Linked DNA regions of Mus musculus: region 1 is linked to region 2. Evidence: chromatin contacts called from public ChIA-PET data. All regions are on one chromosome and are shown on one strand. Each heading gives the region's core, a stretch centred on a gene start, on an enhancer-like site or on the middle of the called end of the contact. The rest is flanking DNA. Distances are from core to core; before and after follow the strand shown.

Region 1 (7,060 bases), core at 974-3,473, 660 kb after region 2:
CATCTTTTTAAGATGGCTGACAAAGGGAGTGGCTTCAATGAATACATTTTAAAAATCAGTCACTAAATGTCTTTTAATTGCTTTTCATCCATTGAGGCTGTTCTAGTGAGTAGCCATTCAGAGAATAAAACCACGGCTCACCTACTGTGTTCTGTTTTACTCGAACAACTGCCCTGGGAAAGGAGGGACTTTCCTTTCTCTGTGATTGTAAAAGAAACAGCTCTGAGAGCTGTTCAGGGTTATAGTTCTTGCTATTCATCTGCCTCAGAGAGAAACTCCAGTAGAGTCTGCAGTATCAGTCTGCAGTAACAGAACAGCACTGAGCCTTAGCTTTGCTAAAAGCCCTGCTGTTTTCTAAGACGCCCATGGAGGAGATGCTAGAGAAGGGTTTGCCATACTCTACACTGTACAGGTTATTTTAAAAAGTTGTCCCTCTATTCTCATAGCATGGTTGCACTTTAGATCTGGCTAGGTAATCTATAACCTTTCTTCTTAGAGATAAAGAAACTACCACCCAAGCAGACTCTCACAGATCAACCCAGAATGGAATCCCCCAGTTATTAAGCTGGCAGTGGTAGAGCACTCGCCTAGCTCTAGTCAGGCCCTGGATAAAAAACAAAATGACTGATCTGTTTTTTTCCAAAGCAGCTATATTACTTTCAAGGCTGTGCAGGAGGCTCACAGGCCCTGTCTGCCTTCAGTTGTACAGAGAGTGTGTATGTACAGGTTGTTGCAATGCCAATATTTCCTGCATCTGTCAATCAGTTCTCCCAGACTGCATTTTGACTTTTGTATTTTATTTCATGGGGTCCACTGAGCAAGGCTGCCTAGTCACAATCAGTGCATAAATGCTTTGAGACAATGTTGCTTTTGGGGGAAGACTCAGCAGGTAGGTGAGAGACAGCAGGTCAGCAAACCTCAGGCACGTTTCCAGGTTTGCAAGCCTTGCATCCTTCAACACCAGTAGCAGAACAGGGTTTGAGTGTGACCCTGCCAGTATCCAGCTGCTTGATATACTTAAGTGTGGGAAGCCACATGTGCCGTTGCAGGGTGGCGCTGGCTTCTGCTGGCCACCACGCATACATAGGCAGTAAAGTTCTTTTGCCAAGATGAGGTTTTGAGAATTAACCAAAATTAACCAATCAGATGAGAGAGAAGTTAACCAATCAGATGAGAGAGAAGTTAACCAATCAGATGTAGGCATGCAAATGAGGTGGTAAGCATAACCCAAGCACAAACAATCCGGGTGTGAGACACGCCTCTCCTAGGCCTATATAAGCAGCACCAGTTCTGGGCTTGGGGTCTTTTTGCCTCTGTAATCAAGCTCTCCCAATAAACGTGTGCAGAAGGATCCTGTTGCAGCATCGTTCTTGCTGGCGAGTCAGGGTGCGTGCAAGACTTAAGTCATCAGACAAGATTGTGTGTGATCAGATGGAGTTGTGGCTTACCTGGTAGAGTCCTTGCCTAGCATGTGTGAAGTCCTGGGTTTGATCCTCAGAACTGTCTCATAAAACTGGAGTGGAAGTGTGTGCACTAAGGAGGAGAGGCAGAAGAATCAGAAATTCAAGGTCATCTTCAGCTACATGGTGAGTTCAAAGACAGCCTGGGCCATTTAAGAACCTGTCTCAAGAAACCAAAACACATCACCACCACCACTACTACCACCACCACCACCACCACCAATACCACCCATTACCACCCACCACCCACCACCAGCAACAACAACAAAATACAATAATAAACAAAAAGCAGAAGAGAACAGATTTCATGTGGCCAGTTGTTCCTCCCCAACAGAGTTTAACATTTGTCACTGACAGGGTTCTGATTTTTCTTTCACTCTGTCTGTTTCCTTTCTTGGCCTCTTCCTTCCTGTATTCACTTCCGTTTCAGTTGCTAAATACTCTTGCCTTTGACAGTTGGGCCATTGATGTTACACACATGAATGTCTTTATGAAGAAGAGGTACTTAGTGTGAAGAGAACATGTTTCTGATTGCCCCAGTTTGCTTCTCTTTTGCCGTGATAAAACTTTTTGACCATCACCAACTTGAGGGAGGAAATGGTTTATTTGGCTTACACTTCCATAGTTTACCAAAGAGGAAAAGACACAACAGTAACTCAAATGAACTGGGAAGCAGAAACTGAAACAGAGATCATAGAGGAATACTATTTATAGGCCTGCCTTCTCAGGCTTGCCCCCACCCTGAGGCCTGCCCCCTCAGGCATGTACCCACAGGCCTGCTTTCTCAGGGTTGCTCGTTGCTCCCTCAGGTCTGGTCCCTCAGACTAGTTCCCCTCAGGCTAGTCTTCTTCAGGGCTTCTCCCTCAGGCCTGTACCTCAGCCTTGTTCCCTTAGGCTAGTGCCCCTCAGGTCTGCTCTCTCAGGCTAGTCCCCCTCAGGCCTGCCCCTCAGGCCTACTCCCTCAGACTAGTCCCCCTCAGACTTGTCCTGAAAAGGTCAGCATAGGAACTTTGGAAAGGTCATGAAACACTCTCCTCTCCAGAAGGGAGAGGCTAATTAGCATTTCTCAGACACAGGATGGGAATGGACCTGCAGGTAAGGACACATTCCACAGGACTGACCTTTTGCTCACCTTCAGACAAGGGAAGTCCCTGTCACCTCATTCCCTAAAGACCAATCAATCATATTGTACCTAGTTGCTGATGCTTTGTTCTGGCCCTGGAAACCATATAAAAACTCACCGAACTGGTGCTGGTAGTTGCCACCTCTTCTTCTGGTCTGGGACAACCCCAATGCACTGGAACAATAAATTCCTCTTGCTTTTTGCATTGATCCTGGCTCTATGTGGTTCACTCGGGGTCCCTGGTATGCTAAGGCTCTCCAAAGTCTTTACAGCCCCTCAGGCTTGTTCCCTCAGGTTAATCCTCCTCAGGCCTGCTCCCTCAAGCTAGTTTACCTCAGGCTAGTCCCCCTTATGCCTGCTCCCTCAGGCTTGTTCCCTCAGGCTAGTCCCCCTTAGGCCTGCTCCCTCTGGCTAGTCCCTCTTAGGCCTGCCTCCTAAGGCTAGTCCCCCTCAGGCCTGTTTTCTCAGGGTTGCTGGTTGCTCCGTCAAGCCTGCCCCTTTAGCCCCCCCCTTAAGCTTGCCCCCCCCCAACTTGTTCCCTTAGGCTTGCTTATCCACTCTATTTTTCACACAGTCCAACTCTACCTTCTTAAGGGTGGCACCTCATTCAGTATGTTAGGCCCTCCTACATCAATTAGCAGTTAAGAAAGTGCCTCGCAGACATGGCCAAAGGCCAGTCTTACCTGGGCACTTCTTTAGTTGAGGTTCCCCTTTTCCAAGTGGCTCTAGGTTGGGGTCTAGGTTGACAGCTGATGCTAATTTATGACCCTTGACACACCTCCTAAGGGAATTATACAGACTTCCCTAGGGATTCCTTGGCTTAAGCATTCAGCTCTCCCCTCAGCTTCAAGGAAAAGTTGAAGTCTAATATTTTCCTTGTAGGTGCTGTTTTCAAGGAAGGTTGAGAGGGACAAGATGGCTGTGTAAATAATCAAGAGTTCCACAGAGGATGCAAAGAGAGCACAAAGCATCTGAGGGGACATCAACTCAACTTGGTGAAAGGTTTTTGCTTGTTTCTTTCCGGTTGAAACAACCCTTTTAAAAGTCTGGTCACAGAAAATATTTACAGGGTGAGATTTCTATGATAACGAGACACCATGGAATCTAAAAATATGAGATGGGTAGGCACATCTTATTCTGATGAAAGGAGATGGAAGGAAAGATGGAAAGAGGTTGTTGGGGATCGAGGGAATTCCCATATGATGGTTTCTGTCCTCTTTTGGTCATTAGGTGTCTGAGCCATCTGCTGAATGGAAAGTGCCCAGAGGGTAAGTAGATGATGTGCCAGTGAGATTCCTGGAAAGAAGCAAAGCCTGAATGACTGATTAGGACTGCAGTGACATGGAATGACTGGTTAGGACTGCAGTGACATAGATTGGTTAGGACTTCAGTGACATGGAATGACTGATTGATTAGGACTGCAGTGACATGGAATGACTGGTTAGGACTGCAGTGACATGGAATGACTGATTAGGACTGCAGTGACATGGAATGACTGGTTAGGACTGCAGTGACATAGATTGGTTAGGACTGCAGTGACATGGAATGACTGATTGATTAGGACTGCAGTGACATGGAGATGTTAGAATGTTGCTGGCCCAGACACTTACTGTATCTCAGCTAAGCTTTGGCCATGTGAATAGCCATAGTGAATAGCCACAGTTCAGCTCTGTGGCAGAACTAATACCTTATAAAGAATAAACAAATTCCATTTGGGACCTACTAACTTAGCAGACCACTAGCTACACTAACCCAGAAACTAAGAATGTCATCAGATACCATCTGAACCCTAGGAGAGAGTTCCCTGTAATTATGTACCCGCCTCTCTGGTGTATTTTAAACTTGCCTTGACTTATGGCTTTCTTTGTTCTGTAAAACTATAAAACTCTCATGAAACTGCTTGCACAGTGGAACATGGAATTTGGGGGTAACTTATATTCATGCTCCCAAGCCATGGTCACTCAAATTTGGCTTTAGAATAAATTATCTCTTAAATCACTTTGAGGTGAGGGTTGTTTTTGTTTTTAGGTTTTTGTTGTTGTTGTTGTTTTTGTTTTTGTTTTTTATTTTCATCACAAAAGCTGTAAAGAGTTGCTTAGGCAATGCAGGAATTCCATATGTCTTTAAGCACACAGTTGAAGCTGGCTGTCTGATTAGGGAATGCTAAACTCTCCATCTTTAATGGATGTCTGACCACAAATGCTGAGAATAGGGGTTACTGTTATAGGAGACTTTATGCACACACATGCATAAAGCAAATAGAAAAAAAACCTGGAGACTTGTGGGAAGAGAAAGCACAGTGATAGAACACCGAATCTCAATCAGAAGAAAGTGGGTCCTTCACATACCACCAAAGGATGGGAGATAGACTGACATGGGTGGGAGGAAGTGCTGGGAAAGCTACTGCAGACAGGCTGAGATTCTGGGTGTTGACAAAGTTCAAAATGTGCAAAACATACAGCAGAGACAGTGCGGATGAAGAATCAGGATGCAGACCAAGAATCAAGGAGCTGAGGTGGTGGCCATGGCAGCAGCAGCAGCAGCAGTGGTGTTGGTGGTGGTGGCAGTGGTTATGTGTGTGTCTTAGATGGGGGTAGGGGATGGGAGTGGTGATTATGTGACCTTAACCCATTTTGTAACAACGATGTAAGTGATTTTCAAGCTTTGTATATCTGATTCCTCAAGAGAGTTAGTAACAGCAAATATAATTCATTCGCTTTAAGGTGAGACTGGAATTTCCGTCTGTCTTCTTCATTTGTATTATTGTATTAAGTGGAGTTATGAAAGGACCTATTCATAATACTCTTCCAGCATAACCCCATCCCCCACCCCCTTTTCTTTCTCCTCCCTTTTTCCTGTTCTCAGTCCCCTTCATTCCCCTAGAGAGTTTCAGTTCTACTTTCTTGTTATCTATGTATCTGCATAAAATCTAGGACCATATTTCCTGAAACTGGCTTAACTCATTTCAGGTATTTACCTTCAGTTGCACTCATTTGCATTGAAATAGCATAACTTCATTTTTCTTTACAGCTGAAAATAATTCTTTGTGTTGTACAGGCTACATTTTCTTTCCCTGTTCCTCTTTTGATGGGCAGTTCTAATTGCCTCCATAACTTAGCTACAGTGATGCAGTAAACGTTGATGGGGAAGAAATTCTACATTTCTCACAAGCTATGACGCTAACATGGCTCATCTGGAGCCGCCACACTGAGTGCCAAGACACTGCACATCCTGCCGTTGACATCCATGTAATTCTCTCTTTCATCCAACAACACTCTACCACCATGTGCTGAAAGGAGCCGATTTTAAAAGATCACGTTTCACCTGATCCCTGACATTATCTGGTAGGGAGGTGGGGATGGGATGCACCTAAGAATCAATACCTAATCTGTACTGAGCTAATCAAAGTTCGTTATGAGAAGGGACAGAGGTAAATCTGTGGTAGAGCCATTTGCTTGCCAAGATGGAGGCCCTGGGTTTCATCCTCAGCACCAAGAACAAGACAAACAATTACAAAATTTGTTTATGTGTGTGTGACTCTTTGAGTAAGAATGGCCCCTGTAGGCTCATATATTTGAATGCTTGGTTCTCAATTGATGGTTTACCCTGTTTGGAAGATTAGAAAGTATAGCCTTTTTTGAATAGGTGTGTCCTTGAGGGAGGAGGTGTGTCACAGAGAGTGAGCTTTGAAGTTTTCTTGGTGGGGGGGGGGAGGGCAGGGCTCAGATTTCAAGATAGGGTTTCTCTGTGTAGCCTAAAACGGTATAGTTCAGGTGAGCCTAGAACTAAGAAATCCAATTACCTCTGCCTCTAGAGTGCTGGGATTAAAGGGGTGCATGATCACCAGCTCTTGTCTTTCAGGTTTTAAAATCCCTGGCAGGCCAGGCCCTTCTGCCTTGTGCCTGTGGGTCAGGATATAGCATTGAGCTACTTCTCCAGAACCATGTCTGCCTCCATGCCATGATGATATTGGACTAACTTTCTGAAACTATAAGCAAGACCCCAATTAAGTGCTTTCTTTTACAAACATTGACTCTATCATAGGGGGTCTCTTTACAGGAACAGAACAGTGACAAGGCAATGTCAATTGAAGTAGAAATCACATTGTGCTTGGCAACAGTGAGGCACCATAATATAGGTCCATTTACCCCATATTTAGCACCCCAAAGTGAAAGCCAAATGGGGAAGTGCGGGAGAAGTAGACATCATGAGAAAACTGGAATTTAAGGGAGAAAATGGTAGCAGTGTTTAGAAAATTGGTGACCCAGAGAAAAAACTATCAGTGAAACAAGGTCATTGCCTCTGAGTCAACCTTTTCCCCAAGCCCACAGGATCTGGCCTGGACAGCTGCCTCTTCTTGCTCTTCTCCTTTCATAGTCTCCTTTGGGGTCTTGAAGCCTTCTCTCACAAGGCTTTTCCCTGTCATCTGAAGACAGTTGGCATCCCTCACACATGCCATCATGCACACACTATCCAG
Region 2 (7,621 bases), core at 3,101-5,600:
TCACTCTGTAGACCAGGCTGGCCTCGAACTCAGAAATTCGCCTGCCTCTGCCTCCCAAGTGCTGGGATTAAAGGAGTGCCCCACCACACCTGGCCACTCATGTGATTCTTAACTCTCAGAGTATAAACTGCCTGATACTCTGAATAAAGTTGGCTACGGTATGAGACCTTAGTCCACTTCACTTTTAGGCTCCACTCTCCCAGGGTCATGCCACCAAGTAGAGCAGAAAACACCACCCTTATATTTTCTTTCCCAGCTGTTTTATTCTAGCCTAACTGTTAAAGATGGGCCCACTCTTCCTTCTTTCTCTTTAAACAGGGTCTTACTTAGTAGCCCAAGCTAGCATGAACTTGAGGCCATGATCCTCAAGCCTTGGACCCCAGACCTGGGATTATAAGCATATGCCTGCAAGCCTGGCTCTTTATCCTTTTGTTTTGTTATGTTTTGTTTTGTTTTGAGACAGGGTTTCTCTGTGTAGCCCTGACTGTCCTGGAACTCACTCTGTAGACCAGGCTGGCCTCGAACTCAGAAATCCACCTGCCTCTGCCTCCCGAGTGCTGGGATTAAAGGCGTGTGCAAATACTGCCTGGCTCTCTTTATCCTTCTTAAGTGGCTTTCATTTGGCTATTTTTCTAACAGTATAAAGGAAGGTTCACTATTATGTGAAAATTTACTGCTATACAGTTAATACTTGAATTATCACAAATGTCCTCTGTAAATTTTTAGCACAGTTTCTTTAAGACTCACAGAAAACAAATACGTGTGATCAATTAAACAATGACAACATTGGGACGATCCAAAGCAAAAGAAAATAAAAGGATAGACAGGTTAAATAAAAGTAAAAATTGGAGGAAGAGAGAACCATTGAAATAAATGACAATTTGATAAAACTGGGTTCCTTTAAATATGGACAGAAACCAGGACCTAAGGACTAAATTGACATCGAATTAAACAGCAAAGACCAGAAGTAGGTACTTTCTTTTCCAACAAGAAAAGTGGTGGACTGTGGAAGTCAGTGCTCTTTTGCCATGGCTTTGGCAGCACGTGCCCCCCCCCCCTACCTGCAAGCTACCTCACTAGCCCAGCACTTGCTTGTTCCTAAGGGGAGGGTGCAGATGCAATAAAACAAATTCTGCAGCAGAGGGTTTTCTGCATTGAAGGCAACCACAGGGATCCCAACACCTGGAGAGCTTACCTCAGGAAAACATCACTTTTATGATCAGGTTAACTCCCCTGCCACAGTGTTACAAAACTTATGTTTTCAGGATAGCCACTGAGATACTTGAAACCTTTCAAGGGTAAAATCTGACATACATAAAATCAAAATGGTCTGTAACAACCATTTGTGGTAGAAGTCATTGAAAATTTGTTTCTTGAAAGTATCTTAGGAGGTGTTGTGAGGATGGGGGAAGAAAGAAAAGGGTGGTGGAAGTGATTCCTGTGCCAGCACCAACATGACACTGCTGATTTAGTCAAAGCTCCCTTTTATGGGTTCCCAAGTTGGACTTAGAGATACAACATCGTCTGAAGCATCTGCTGTGAGAAGCACACAGGAGGGTAACGGGAGTAACTGACTGCAACACAGTTTGTATATGAATGTAACTGACCAAGAGAGAGTGGAATCCATGTGCCTTTCATAGTCAAAGTGAGATTCCATCAACTGCCTCCCAAAGAATGCAGGCAAACGTCAAGGGCAGGCAAGGAAAATATCACATTAATGAGAAACTCTAAGAAACTCGTGAAGTATTCTTGTGAATTTTCAGTCTGGGAACAAAATGTTCAAAACTGCTAACTTTCAGTCCAGCAGAAACCTCTGAAAACAGTAAAAATCATAATAACCACATTTGCTAGATTTTAGGTAACATTAACAATACACCTAAGAAATCTTAGAGTTTTGCCAAAGTTTTCTAATCATAAAAAAATGGATACAACAGGGAAGGCACTTTACTACTACTCTGTGGGGTATGTTGGCGCACACCTTTAATCCCAGCACTCAGGAGGCAGAGGCGGGTGGATTTCGGAGTTCAAGGCCAGCCTGGTCTACCAAGTGAGTTCCAGGACAGCCAGGGCTAAACAGAGAAACCCTGTCTCAAAAATTGTTCCCTCCATGACAGGTGCCTGCTCACTGAGTACTTCTCTCCTGGCACGTAAGTATACATATACACACAAGTGTACACTAGTAAATTGTATGCCACATATATAATAATTATACATATACGTGTGTGTGTATATATACACACACACATACATACATGTATAAGTATATATATATATATATATATATATATATACACATACACATACATACACGTATATGTATAAAACTAAAGAATTATTTTAACACATAACAGCTCCCCTCAGTCATCAGTCAAATGGCTCCTGGTATTTTGAAAGAAAGGGCAGGTTTACTAGGACATAGGAACCTCATTTCTTTATACCAAACCACCAATCACAGAAACTTGACATTTTATCAGGCTACAAAAGGCTTTAAAAAAAAGCCTTTATCTTCTGATGTTGGGACTTGAACACAGAAAGTCTTTCACATGTCAGCAGGTGCTAGACCACTGGGTTACACTCCCAGTTCCCAAGTGATTCACTAATAACCAATAGCTCATCAAAGCTGCTACTGCTAAATGGCTGTAATTTCCAAAATGAAATGCCCTGGTAATTTATATTACAGAACGCCAAGTATTACTTTTCTCAACTTCTGGTGGGTGTGCGGTTCTCACTTACCCCTCCGAGTTCCTTTATATCTTTTTGTAGTTTCTCACATATGGTGATAGAAGGCAAGTCAAGGTAAAATATTTTTCCCCAAAGGGGCTTATATTTGGATTTTTCCAGTCTATTATCAGCCTTCAGGGATTTCAAGGATGGTCGATTCTTTTCATTTCTGTCTTGGATGCCACCTGTGATTACAAAAGAATCAGGCAACATTTTATGCAGACAAATTTTTAATTTATTTTACAAAAAATGTTCAACAGCTTTATTGCAGAAAGGAAACATTACTAGTCATAACAAATTAAGTCATTAGAATCTAAATGTTTTCCCTAATATTACCACTTAGGATGAAGGCAAACTGTCCTGTATGGTTTCCACAAAACTCTATACTGGAGAACAAGAGCTGAATCAGCAGAAAATAGTTATTATTTACTCCTGTTCCGTGTATGAAGCAGGAATTCTATAGAGCTGTTCTGGAAAACTTACCTTCTCATGGTGTAAACGTCATGTGGGTAATTAACAGGTCGGTGAAAACCCAACACAGGTGTTTCAAATATTTAAAGCTTATTTACCTAGGTAGCCACACACACTCATCTAGAATAAACAACCTAATTCTTAGGGGTTACTAAATGCTGGCATTTTGGTTTCATAGTTTGTCTAGTACTTAAAAGAACTAGACGAGGGAGTTCATGCACTTTGTTTACATATTAAGAACCTAAGCCCACTAAGGACTATGCCATCCATCTTTTATTTTAAAAGCAGATGAGAATCAAACATCTTCTTTAAACTTTCGAAGACAACCTGCACTTTAGTACTTAGTTACTAGACACACATGCACCTCTTAGGAATTTTCCCTATAATGAAAATTTTTTATATTAAACATTGAGATTGAAATCTGCTTTTGTCTATGAGGTTGAAACACACACACATACACCTCTCCGTCTCCCTCACGAGTGACGGGAACAGTCACAAATGGGCGTGGGCGCCTCCTCCGTGGGGCCGTCGGGGACCCGCGCATTGTCTGAAGCCTGCAGCCCCGGGAATGCCGGGTCGCTCGCGGCCGAGGCGGGGAGAGCATGAGGGGCCCGGCCAGCGTCGGTCCCTCACGGAGACCAACACCGAACGCCTCGCGGGCGCCGAGAACCCACAGAAACGCAAAAGCGGCAAGAGGCCCTCCGCAGGAAGACTCTCTAGAACCCTCCGTGGAACCAGCCAGGCAGGAAACGATTAAAGGGACCGCGGCGGGGGAGGGGCTCCATACCCGGGAGAGGTGCTTTGCTGTGGATCCTCATGGTCTCGAGGTTCATGGCAGCCACCAGGCACCTACATGCTGGGTCCGCACCGGGGGCCGCATGGAACGGCCGCGAACACAAAGCTCCCAGGGCCTCCCCGGCCCCGGCTCCGGCCTCGGCCTCGGCGCCGGGCCGCGCTTGAGGGCCGGTTCCGGCGCGGAGGCTCGGAGCAGGAAGAGGCTGTAGCTCAGACCCGGGAGCCGCGGCGGTTAAAGATTTGAAAACGCGTCACGCGACCGCGGCGCCCAGACGCGCTCCCCGCCCTTCCTACGCCGGGGCCGGCCTCGCGCAGGCTCCACCTGCCCCGCCTCGCGCCCCGCGGGCCCCGCCCCCGGATGCTGACCACGCCCCCGGCGCGCCAGCCCGCGGGGCCTCAGACCCGGCTCTCCCGCGTCCTCCTCGAGTTCCGGCTCCGCTCTGCATACTTGGAGTGTGGGGCAGCCAGGGCGGTGGACGCGGTTAGCCTCGGAGGCTTCACCTCGTGGTCGACATCACCTGCTAGGCTGGCTGAGACCCGGGCCTTGCAGTCGCCTCGCCACCAGGTACTCCAGTTAACCCTGTGTGGGACGCGGGGCCGGCCCTGGGCTCCCGCCGACCTTGCAGACGGGCCGCAAAGGTCCCGGGTGGCCGCGGTGGCGGCGGGGCCGGGGTCCACCCGCCGGATCCGACTCTCGCAGCCCTTTGGGTACTTTGTTCTGTACAGACCTGTTCTTTCTCTCTGTGTGTATAATTGTCCTTTTTGTAGCAATAAAAGAGTGGAAAATGAAGTCTCAGGGTTTTTCATCTGTAAAACGGGAATACGGGATTATGGTCAAGACGAAATTCAGGCGTACGTGATTTGTTTTAATTTTGCTTTGTAAATGAGAAAATGCCTCACAAAACTTGTTTGGAGTATACTTCTGCTCTCACCCATACAGACGTTATGCTTTGTACTGTTCTGCATTTCTTAACTCCTGGCTATAATAGACACTCCTTATAGTATTGATTTTTGATGGAGTACCCTCAAGACAGTCAGTACAAATAAGTATATTCAGGCACAGACAGGTGAATTGTGAGACTATTCGCCAAAGACAACATCAAGTTGGATTAGCATTGCTAAAAGAAATGATTTTGTTTTAAACAGGTTATGGACGGAGGCTGGAGCGACAGTCATCGAACTGTCTATCTGTATTAAACTGCTTTAGACAGTCGGAGCTAATTTGTAATCTCAAGAAATGTCCGGAGGAGGGAGCCAGAAAGGGAAATATGTTGAGACATTGTACTGATGAATTTGAATTAATATACATGTGCTTAACAGACCTTGAGAAGGAGGAGCAAACATTTTTTAAAAATGAGGAGAGGATTCAATTTTCAAAGCGTAAACTACGGAAAGGAAACAGAATTTCCATGTTTGTAAACTGGTTCAAATGTTTGAGAAGCACTAATACAGAGTAGAATTAAAGCCACGAGGGAAGGGGGAATGCCTTGGAGTAGAGCTTGTGAGATGAAGTGGAGAGTCAGGGGATGAGGCAGTGCGAGTGAGGAGAGGGAGAGCAAGCTGAGTTGGAAGAGACTGGGAACAAATCTTAATAATGGTGGGGAGGAATGGAATTTTTTTACAGAATTGGTGGTCCCAGCTTCCCAGCTAATCTAGGAATTGGATAATTCCGAGGCTCCGATTTAGTCTGTGAAGAGAGTACTGGTTCTTAGCTGTTAGGGGGACTAAGGGGAATGCGCTTGGAAGCAGTAAGCCTGGAACTGAAAAATTCTAATTACTGTCATGTTGATGACTTGACTCAGCTTCGTCCCCAACCGAGTTCAAACCGGTTAAAACCTGAACTATAGGCATCTGTGGTGGCTTGGGAGGTGCCACCCACTTCCTTAAGAGTAGTTAGAATGATAATAGAGGTAATTACAATTTGAGTGGTAATCTAGCTAAGTAATAGATAACCTGTGGACCTGACCTCTATGGTGGAGCACACTGAAGAAAGAAATGATGGAGAGGAAGAGGTGGCCGAAGGGAAAGGGGGTTGTTTTCTTTTTCTTAATTTCTTTCTTCCTCTCTCTTCTCTCTCTCTCTCTCTTTGATGTTTTCAGAATTTGGAAAAGATGTAATCATGTTTCTTTGGAAAATAAAACTGGAAGTTGTTTTATGCTCTTGTGAAAGGTGATTTATATTTCTTCTGAGATAAGACAATCAAAGAGTTGGAACCATGTTAGACTCATTATGTGTCATGTAAGGTATAATTCCAAACTATGAATAAGCAAAACATCTACTCACCACCTAGGTACTAGTGTTTTTTTGTTTTTTTGTTTTTAGTCAACTCCTAGTACCCCATGGAACCCAAGTTTTACAGCAGCCACAGGAAGAAGAGTTTGGTTGTATGAAGACAGAAGTCTCTACACATCCTGTCAGTAATCAGGACTAAATGAATGTGGTTTATGTTCTTGTTTCTTGTTTTGAGACAGTCTCCCTTGTAGTCCAACCTAGCCTGGGGCTTACTGTCTAGCCTAGGCTGGCTTTGAATTCAGTAGAGATCCTCTTGCATCAGCCTCCCAAGTGCTGAAATTTCAGGAATGATGACCATGCCCACCCTAAAGATCTTGAAAATAGACTTTAATAGATTCCTTAAGATGTAAAGAAGGCTTTACATACAAGAATAAATGAATTGGTCCAGAGTTATAGTAAGAAACTGTATTAAGTCACTCTGTTAAAAACTAGAAAGCATTGAGCAGAATTTTGTGCATCCAACTTGTTTTTGTTTTATTTTATTTTTTGAGACATAGTCTCAGTATATAGCTCTGGCTGTCATGGTCTACATGTCATTATGTAGACCAGGCTGGCCTCAAACTCAGAGATCTGCCTACCTCTGCCTCCCAAGTTCTTGGATGAAAGCTCGAAGTCAACTTGTGGTCCATAAACTAAATGCATCCTAGGATAGCTATGAATGCCCAGCACATTTGTAGACGGCAACATGATGTAATGGTGTCAAAAGTTTGGACATCCCTGGAACTAAGTGAACATTTATTTGGCTGAGTCAAGAGAACTTAATTCAGTTAGTACTGGCCTAGCCTTAAAGCAATTTTATGACCCTTGGACAAGTTCTAAGAGTGTGTGTTTTTGTGTTTGTGTGCATGTGTACACGTGTGTATTCTAGACACTGAACCAGGTACTTTGTGCTTTACACTGAGTTGTATTCCCCTTTGCTCTGTAATTTCCTTGTCTGATAATGAAGTTACTATCTGTGCAGTCTGCCTCACCATTTTTGTGATTATCAAAGGAGGCCTCATTAGCTTTCTCACATCATGTCAAACATAACCAAATGCACATTTTATATTCTTGCATTTAGATGACGAATACTTTTCTAATAACGCTCTCCTGTTTTACTTCTTCCATTTAAGCCTTTCTTGCCAAAAGGTGTTTTCTTTCTTTCCTATTCATAGTAAGCCTAACTTAGACCCAGTGTTTATCTACTGCTCATTTGAGGCCTGTAATAATAATTTTAGACTTAGCTGCCAACTGTTAATGCGTATGTAACGTTGTGGTAGAAGCATTTAAGGGAGCAGAGGGTACAGCTCATGACGTCCAGGAAGCAGAGCACAGGGAGGGGACAAGACCGTAAGGTTAAAGA

The links. ChIA-PET counts read pairs in DNA pulled down with a chosen protein or histone mark.
Region 1: an RNA polymerase II ChIA-PET map of memory CD8 T cells shows a contact between it and region 2, with 5 times the contacts expected there. The contact joins the enhancer-like site here to the promoter of Slc25a40 in region 2. A contact is called at or near these places in 7 of 39 promoter capture datasets (the C10 cell line, cranial neural crest, liver and 4 more), 1 of 484 Hi-C or Micro-C datasets (cardiomyocytes), 9 of 115 datasets of contacts at active chromatin or transcription factors (the 230-238 cell line, bone marrow-derived macrophages, embryonic forebrain and 5 more) and 2 of 9 other capture datasets (adipose tissue and liver).

What each region holds. Positions count from the first base shown.
Region 1 is chr5:9,085,233-9,092,292 of GRCm38.p6, forward strand. It overlaps Gm31449 (a long non-coding RNA gene), which reads left to right. Exons shown (of 5, transcript XR_868245.2): 4 at 3,466-3,585; 5 at 3,814-4,400. Among named protein-coding and RNA genes, the nearest start is that of Tmem243, 12 kb to the right of the region's middle. Within about 2 kb of position 2,224, at least 101 of the 459 cell types and tissues checked have an H3K27ac peak or open chromatin away from gene starts, as enhancers often do. A contact at or near this core is called in the 230-238 cell line, bone marrow-derived macrophages, liver and 3 more, where this site is marked.
Region 2 is chr5:8,418,488-8,426,108 of GRCm38.p6, forward strand. It overlaps Slc25a40 (solute carrier family 25, member 40), which reads left to right and starts at 4,351. Exons shown (of 12, transcript NM_178766.5): 1 at 4,351-4,552. It overlaps Dbf4 (DBF4 zinc finger), which reads right to left and starts at 4,229. Exons shown (of 12, transcript NM_013726.3): 1 at 3,980-4,229; 2 at 2,734-2,906. The coding sequence starts at 4,025.